Regions from separate parts of the Sus scrofa genome. Here region 1 is linked to region 2. Evidence: chromatin contacts called from public Hi-C data. All regions are on one chromosome and are shown on one strand. Each heading gives the region's core, a stretch centred on a gene start, on an enhancer-like site or on the middle of the called end of the contact. The rest is flanking DNA. Distances are from core to core; before and after follow the strand shown. Region 1 overlaps HHAT (protein-cysteine N-palmitoyltransferase HHAT). Region 2 overlaps HHAT (protein-cysteine N-palmitoyltransferase HHAT).

The links. Hi-C and Micro-C count contacts between places; a contact is called where the count stands out from the background.
Region 1: a contact with region 2 is called in a Hi-C map of omental adipose tissue, with 2.4 times the contacts expected there. The contact joins two enhancer-like sites. A contact is called at or near these places in 1 of 5 promoter capture datasets (liver), 17 of 47 Hi-C or Micro-C datasets (adipose tissue, brain, embryonic fibroblasts and 10 more) and 1 of 2 datasets of contacts at active chromatin or transcription factors (skeletal muscle).

The regions. Positions count from the first base shown.
Region 1 is chr9:132,632,345-132,636,422 of Sscrofa11.1, forward strand. It overlaps HHAT (protein-cysteine N-palmitoyltransferase HHAT), which reads right to left. Exons shown (of 13, transcript XM_013979981.2): 3 at 935-1,002. Among named protein-coding and RNA genes, the nearest start is that of HHAT, 34 kb to the right of the region's middle. Within about 2 kb of position 2,162, at least 9 of the 83 cell types and tissues checked have an H3K27ac peak or open chromatin away from gene starts, as enhancers often do. A contact at or near this core is called in adipose tissue, mesenteric adipose tissue and omental adipose tissue, where this site is marked.
Region 2 is chr9:132,593,643-132,597,598 of Sscrofa11.1, forward strand. The region is part of intron 4 of HHAT (protein-cysteine N-palmitoyltransferase HHAT); the gene reads right to left. Among named protein-coding and RNA genes, the nearest start is that of HHAT, 72 kb to the right of the region's middle. Within about 2 kb of position 2,184, at least 19 of the 83 cell types and tissues checked have an H3K27ac peak or open chromatin away from gene starts, as enhancers often do. A contact at or near this core is called in adipose tissue, mesenteric adipose tissue and omental adipose tissue, where this site is marked.

The DNA of each region.
Region 1 (4,078 bases), core at 912-3,411, 39 kb after region 2:
AAGTTCACGTGTTAAGTCGAGGGTTCAGAACTCAGAATGCGAGTATTATTTTATGTCCTAAGTCAGCCAACAGAAGCTGACTAAACTTACAATATATCTGGCACATGACACTCTTAGAGCAAAGATAGTAAAATTAACATTTTTATATCATTTTTTAAATGTATCAAAACACCCAGAAGAACAGCTCCTCACTAGTGTTGACCTGAACCCTGAACCCTGAGCTGAAGCTGGACCTTCTGTGATGCCAGTTATTCCTAGAATGGGGTCCTGAGAAACTGAAAGGGGAAGAAGGAGAAAAACCCCCACCTCAAGAGATGAAGGGTTCTGGGGTGACACAGAAAGTAGCGTAGCATCTCACGAAGGGAAGAGGAGGGCCTGGCATTGTCTAAAGAATAGAAGTGCTATCACACCTAGGAGAGCAACAGCGACCACGCCACCTGCTATCTAAGCAGACACAATGAGCTGCAGTGGAAGATAAATGAGCCAGGCCACTGCCGCTGCAGAACCAGGGAGCAGAGGGGCGGGGGATTCCCAGCATGCTTTGCAGCATATGCAGATGGCAGGAGCACTAGAGGCCGGGAGGAAGCAGCTCCATAGCTGCCAACAGTGGGTATAGGGAGTGTCCAGGAACCACACTGGATTCCCATCAATGTGGGTAGGTCAGGAAAAGTGAAATGTGCATGAACTGTTAAGGTTACCGACCTGGATTCCTGGTGTCTTCTGGTGTTTTGAGAGGAGAATGTGGGACAAGGTAAAGAAAGAACATGGGAAACCGCACATGACATGGCACGCTCACACCACTTACAACAGGAGAGGCTCTTCCTCTCCAGTGGCTGCTGAGTACCACACCTGGGCCGACGCCCAGCTCCAAAGATGCAAAATATTGAAACGAGGTGTGAAAATTGAGAAGGTTTATCATTGATCCACTTTGTACCTTCTTTAATCCTCCGAATAAAGAGTCGGTCTCCAGGTCAAATTCTTGGTCCAGTTCCTCTTCATGTTCTGACGAGAAAAACAGTGTCTATTAGTCACGGATCTAAATCACACTGGGTTTGGTTTAACAGGAGAGGCGCTAAAAGAAACTGGAACACACCCTGGAAAAGCTGCCTGTGGACTGAGCTACAGCCATGGACACATGTCACACTCCTTGATTTGTGTGACCTCAGCTCCTTCCTGGAAATACACGGTGGGGCTGGTGGAAATGTCCCTTTGACTTGTCCTAAGGGTCGCGAGAGGAGAGGGACCAAAAGAGAAAGCTTCCAGCACAGACAACGACAGGAGGGAGGAGGGCAATCGCCCCACCTGTACAGACGGTGAAGAAAACGTCTCCACAGACCACGCCCCAGAACAGATGGCAGAACGCCAAGCAGATTATTGACGGAATGGTAAAACGGCAATGTGTATGCTTATAATTAAGCTATCGGTTTAAAATGAAAAAAAATATTTTAAAATCTTCACTCAAATAAGGGTGAACAAAAACCAGGCACGCCTGAAATTCGAGGAGTGAATCAGAACCTGATGGCCAAGGCTTTTGCCCTCTTGGAACTTACTGTACAGCAGGGGTGAGAGACAAACAATAAAAAATAACAATAGGGCTGATGAATGCCATGAGAGGGGAGCTAAGGAGTGCTGTGGGGCCGAGTTTGGGGTTTCTGTGTGATGACTAACAGGTGGCTGGATGGGCATGGAAGGAGCTCTCAAGAGCGCCTGCGCTGGAGGTAAAGACTTAGGAGTCCCCAGGATAAGTTAAGGGGAGTGCTGAAGCCTCCAGGATGGCCGAGATTGCCCGAAAGGGCGCAGGCTGCACAGGCAAGAAAAGAGAAATAAAGTGTTTATCAGACCAAGACCCGTACAAAAAACCCCACAAGACCACAAAGGAGCTACCCCGAAAGATCAAAGGAAAATCAGGAAGAGACAGTGTCACTAAAACATAATCATGAAATGACGCTGGTTTCTGAGTAGGATCCAAGCGTAGACTTACACACACTAGACGCCAACAGCAGCCCCAGCCTACACCACCCCCAGGAAAAACAGAAAAGGGAGAGGCACTGAGTCCCGGGGCCCAGGACCCCATGACACGTTCACACTGAACTCGGTGTGGTCCAGGAGGGGCTGGTTCACACTGAACTCGGTGTGGTCCTAGAGGGGCTGTGGCAGAGTGTGACTGTCCTGGTCTTTTCTGTTACAGCTGCACACGCACGCACGCACGCGCGCGCGCACACACACACACACTCTCTCACTCAAGTCCCAAGGGATTAGGGCACAAACAGAAAGCTCCTAACAAAAAGAGGGTAGAAAACGTCTCTGCTTTCTTGACTCTTCTGTTTTGGCTTCACTTTCCTACAAAACGCAACATCCAGACACATCAGAAACATGCAGAGCAAGGCAAAAACCTGAGTTCTCTTCTTTTAAAAAAGAACATTCCAAGGCAGTGAAGTTTCCCCGCTAAAAAAGCATCAGACTCACCCAAGTTAGGACACATCTCCCTCTAGTGGGAAAAAGGAAGCCTATGCAGACGGAAGAATTAAGATGAAATCCTGTCCAGCACTGTCCAATTCAAATACTACCTGAGACACAATTATAAAGTTTCCAGTAACCACAATTTTTTTTGGCTTTTTAGGGCCACACCCGCGGCATATGGAAGGTCCCAGGCTCAGGGTCAAATCAGAGCTGCAGCCACTGGCCTGTGCCACAGTCACAGCAACTCCAGATCCGAGCCTCAACCTACACCACGGCTCAAGGCAATGCCATATCCTTGAACCCGCAGAGGGGGGCCAGGGATTGAACCTGTGTCCTCATGGATACTAGTGGGGTTCATTACCACTGAGCCACAACAGGAACTCCTACTAACCACATTTTAAAAAGTAAAAAAAAAAAAAAAAATTTAAGCTGAAATTAATTTTAGCATGTTTCATTTATCCCAATATATCCAGATATTATTTCAACATGGAATATTAAACAATTATTAATGAGTTCTTTTATATCCCCCTTTTCTCACTAATTCTTCCAAATTCCATGGACACGTTATCCTTACAGCATATCTCAATTTGAAGTAGCCACATCTCAAGAGCTCCTCGTGTGGTTACAGCAACAGACAGGATCGCTCTAGACCAAAATCCTCCCTCACCAAGGGAAGGAGGGGAAGGGGAAGGGAGGGGGAGTTTGGGGTTAGTAGATGCAAACTATTGCATCTGGAGTGGATAAGCAATGAGCTCCTGCTGCACAGCACAGGGAACTGTATCGAGTCACCTGTGATGGAGCATGACAGAGGATAGTGTGAGAAAAAGAATGTATATATGTATGTGTGACTGGGTCGCTTTGCTCTACAGCAGAAATTGACAGGACACTGTACATCAACTATAATGGAAAAAATACAAATCATTTGAAAAATTTCAACTCAAATCCAATCATGATGCTTTTAGTAATCACTCTCAAGACTGTTTTGAGGGAGTTCCCGTGTGGCTCAGCGGGTTAAGTATCCAGCACTGTCACCACTGTGGCTCAGGTGGATGCTGCACCGCAGGTTCAATCCCTGGCCCAGGAACTTCTGCATGCCCCAGGTGTGGGGGGAGAAAAAAAAAACGAAAAACAAAAAAAAACGTTTCCCAAAACTGTGGCGTGGAGAACTGAAGCAATATCTGCTGAAGAGCCCTCAGTACTAAGTCCGGGGGATTCTACCCCATGCTCCCCCCACCACCACCCAACTAAAGGACGCATCAAAGCCCCATTCACCCTACTGAGTGAGAGGATTTGCACTTCAATCATCACCAGTGAGCTGTGGTGGTAAACCTTTCACTTAAAACCTCCAACTAACTTATCCCTTTGATGGGATATCAATTACGGGGTGAGGTAGGGGAATTGGAGAGCCATAATCAGGAAGGGGAGGGAAATACACACAAGCACACACACACTCCTCTGACTGGAGCCTCTGCGGGGAGACTAGTGCACCCAGCTGGGGCCTGACTGTCCTGCCGCTTCTATGCAGTTGAAAAATTCCAACCAGATCCTCTGCATCCTTTATTTCTCCAGGAAGCCGGTGGGTGCTGCAGACTGGTAGTAAATGAGGCGGGGGGAGGGG
Region 2 (3,956 bases), core at 934-3,433:
ATGGGGCATAACTGACTCTCTTTTTGATGGGCTCCCTTAACAGACTAACATTCTGTCTTGTTCATAAATATAATAATGCAAAGCCCAGAATCGAACATGGTGCCCAGCATACTGGATACATGAATGGTTAGAATAGTTGGAGAGGCATTTGGATGGATGGGTAGATGGATGGGATAGGCTTCCCCTGGCAGTTATGACCAAGAATGAGAAATTAGTACCAAAATGTGGGGCTTAAAAAAAATAAAATAAAATAAAATAAAAATTAAAAAAAGGAGTTCCCGTCGTGGCACAGTGGTTAACGAATCCGACTAGGAACCATGAGGTTGCGGGTTCGGTCCCTACCCCTGCTCAGTGGGTTAACGATCCGGTGTTGCCGTGAGCTGTGGTGTAGGCTGCAGACGCGGCTCGGATCCCGCGTTGCAGTGGCTCTGGCGTAGGCCGGTGGCTACAGCTCCGATTCGACCCCTAGCCTGGGAACCTCCATATGCCGCGGGAGCGGCCCAAAGAAATAGCAAAAAGACAAAAAACAAAAAAAAAAAAACAAAAAAACAAAATGTGGGGCTTTTTCGTCTCTACTGTGAAAACCTGCTGTTCTCCGAAGTCTCTACACGGACCACTTCACCCCTTATTAACAAAGACCCTCAGCCAGGGCAGGTAGGCTAGACGGGGGTTATTTCACATCTCACTGCCTACCACCCGTTTCCCACTCACAGGGGTCTCAGAAATCTTGGGTTGGGGGGAAAGCCTCAAATGGTGCACACCTGACAGGCCAGCGGCACCCACTTATGAAAGCAGACTCTGGGCTACAGCCTGACTGCCATCACCCCAGGAAGCCTTCCGAGAGCTCAACACATCCAGCCGGTATATTTCAAAGGCCAACATAAATTAACACCCTGGAGGAAAGACTGGGACTCGCCCTTTCTTCTGCAAATCTATCGTCTTCCAATCTTCCTCCGAGGGGGCCGCCCCCAGCCACAGGCACCGCTGGCTGGCAATGCCCCGCTCACACTTTGGTGCGGTCTGTGCAGCGGGCGCTGAGTGATAACAGGACACACCTGCCTTCACCGGCCTCGTAGGAAGGAACCAACGCGTCGAGCCGGGGCGAAGACTCCTGTTGGCAACTGGACCCGACTCTGCTGTGTGTTAATTCTTTTTTGCACATCTGCCCAGAAACCACTCCGTGGGGGCATTGTTTGAGAAATAAATAAAAGGAGTCAATCAATAATCCTTAGACATGGCATACGTTATTACATACTACATAATCGACTGCAGCTGCTACTGGAAAACGTATACATACCTAACCCCACACAAATGGGAAAAACAAAAACGAAGCCATCCCCGAGGCCAGGCAACTGCATTCTAGCCTGTTTTCCTGGAAGCAAAGGCCAGGAGGCCCAAACAAAGCAAATGTCAGCCCCTCCTTAGAATAAGCACTGATGGAGGTGGAAGATTTGCTGGTTCCAGGAAATCCATTAGTGCATGAGATTCCTATTAGGTGTGTGGTTTCGATAACACGCTGGAAGGGAGCGCCTGCTCATCACAGCCTGCCAGAGGTTAGTTTACTCATCTCAGCCACGGGATGACGTTGTTTCAGTCCTGTGGCCTGATGAGCTCAGCCGTTTGGGGCCCAGGGCTAAGGCTGTGGGGGCTCCCCATCAGAAGTTCTGTGAAAACGGACCCAGCCGCAGCCGCCCCCACCCCCAAACCAGTCCTCGCACAACGCTCACACAGGGGAATTTTTAGTTCTGAGGGCAGAGAACACAAGGTCTCAGGTGGTGAGGGCATTCAAGAAAGGAGGCCCCTGTCTGACGCACCCCACATGCGCTCCAGTCATAACAAACCCGGGGCCAGAGCTCAGGGCCAGTGCTCGGCACCCCCTTCCAGGGCGCTGCCCCTGCTGCGGTCCTGCCAAAACCCAGAGAGAGCCCTGCCCAGAGAAAAGGCGTTTGACCTTGGCCAAGGAGCTCAGTGGAAAGTTTTATTACTTTATGTGGGGGGGGGGGAGCCAACACCGAAGAAAAAGAAAATCACACTTTTGAAAATAACCCATTCTTTGCCTCTCTCTGGGAGGAGGCAGGGCCAGCAAAGGTAGAGACAGGATTAGATATCAGATGAGAGAGGACGCATCCTTCTGGGGAGAAGGGCTCTAAGAGCAAGAAGTGATGACGCCTCTGCCCTTGCACAGCACGGTCCATGGTGCATGAGGCCCCTGAGGACAGGGGATCAGAGACAACTGCAGCCCCAACCTTCCACTCTGGGTAAGTGCCAAAAGCATCCACCCCAGTTAAGGCCATCTGGACCACTCAGTCCAGGCGGTGAAAGCATGGAGCGAATGGGGCCAAAGCTGTGGTTCTACTTACATAAGAACCACGGGGACTCACAAAGAAAGCACTGTGCCCCCGCCTGGCCAGGACCCTGCCCACCCACTGGCACAAATCAAACCTGTGGCCGCAAAGGGACAGGAGACACACACACACACACACACACACATGACTCAGGATGAGCTCTGCCTCACTGCAAGAAAAACACAAACAAAACCTCCTACAGACTTTGGGTAAGATGTGCTTCTGCAGATAAAAAGCCAAGTCCACCTGTCCACCCAGGCCTGGTGACAAGATGCAGGAGGCTGAAATAAGCCAATGACTCCACTCACTTCCAGCTGCAGCTCAAAAGCCACCTCCTCGGGGGCCTTCCCTGACACCCCCAAGGCAGACGTGGCCCACCCCTTCCAGGCACCCAACCCAGCATCGGCAGGCTCAGGATCCCGGTCAGGAGTGCGCTTCCTCTGCCACTTCTCACTCAGCATCTTGAGGGGAAGGGGCTGTGTGCCCCCCATCCTTTCTCCCACAACCCAGCGCAAGACTGAAACAGGGTCAGAGAAAGACATGCATGAGAAGAAAGCTGATATGACTCATCAGACAGCCTCCGCCCTCCGGGGTTTCAGGGTCTCAGGCAGTCACCTCCTTTCTTAAACACCATAGAGGGAATCGCTCCCAGGAGTGCACACAGACCACAGCAGCAGCCACCTCTGACTTGGCAGTCACAGCAAAACCATCAGACAGACCCTCATCACTATCCAAGAAGCAAGGGGTACCATCCAAGGAAGGAGAAAGCCTCCCAGATATTAACTAACGTGCTTAAGATTGCAGACTGTGAAAGTGACCAAGCTGGGAGTTGGCCAAGGGCTCTCAGCCACCCTGAATGTGGCCTCCGAACAGAGAAGAGCCTTAAGTCAAGGGGACAAGGAAGTTAAACAGAGGGACATCTAGAGCCTAAAACCTACGTAGATTTCTGATGGTGGTGGGTACAAAATAGGAGCTGAGAATGGAGGAAATTCGGAACGAGGGAGGAGTATCTGGTCAAGAACAGAGTTAATCTACATCTCAAATTGCTACAGGAGCTGCATCTACTCCAAGGGAGGGGGATCTGCTTCTTGAAGACGAGAAAACTTTACTCGTTATGCATAAAGCACAAGTGTGCACACAGCCCATGAACAGACAGTGTATCTGTGGTTTTGAAATTTCACGGAAAGGAAGTGACAACTGGGGGAAAATAGTTAAAAAGGCTCCTGGGGCAGAAATAATGGGAAAAGGCCAGAAAAATGCTGATCTGCAAAAAACAAACAAGAGGCAGCAAAATGATGTACAGCAAAGGAAACCATTAACAAAGTGAAAAGACAGCCCACAGAATGGGAGAGAACATTCGCTAACAGTGGGACAAAGGACCTAATCTCCAAAGTATACAAACAGCTTAACAACAACAACGAAAAACCCAAAGAACCCAACTGAGAAGCTAGCAGAAGACCTAAATAGACATTTCTCCAAAGAAGACATACAGTTGACCAGCAGGCACATGAAAAAAATGCTCAACATCACTAATTATTAGAGAAAGGCAAATCAAAACTACAATGCGGTACCACCTCACACCAGTCAGAATGGCCATCATTAATGAGTTCA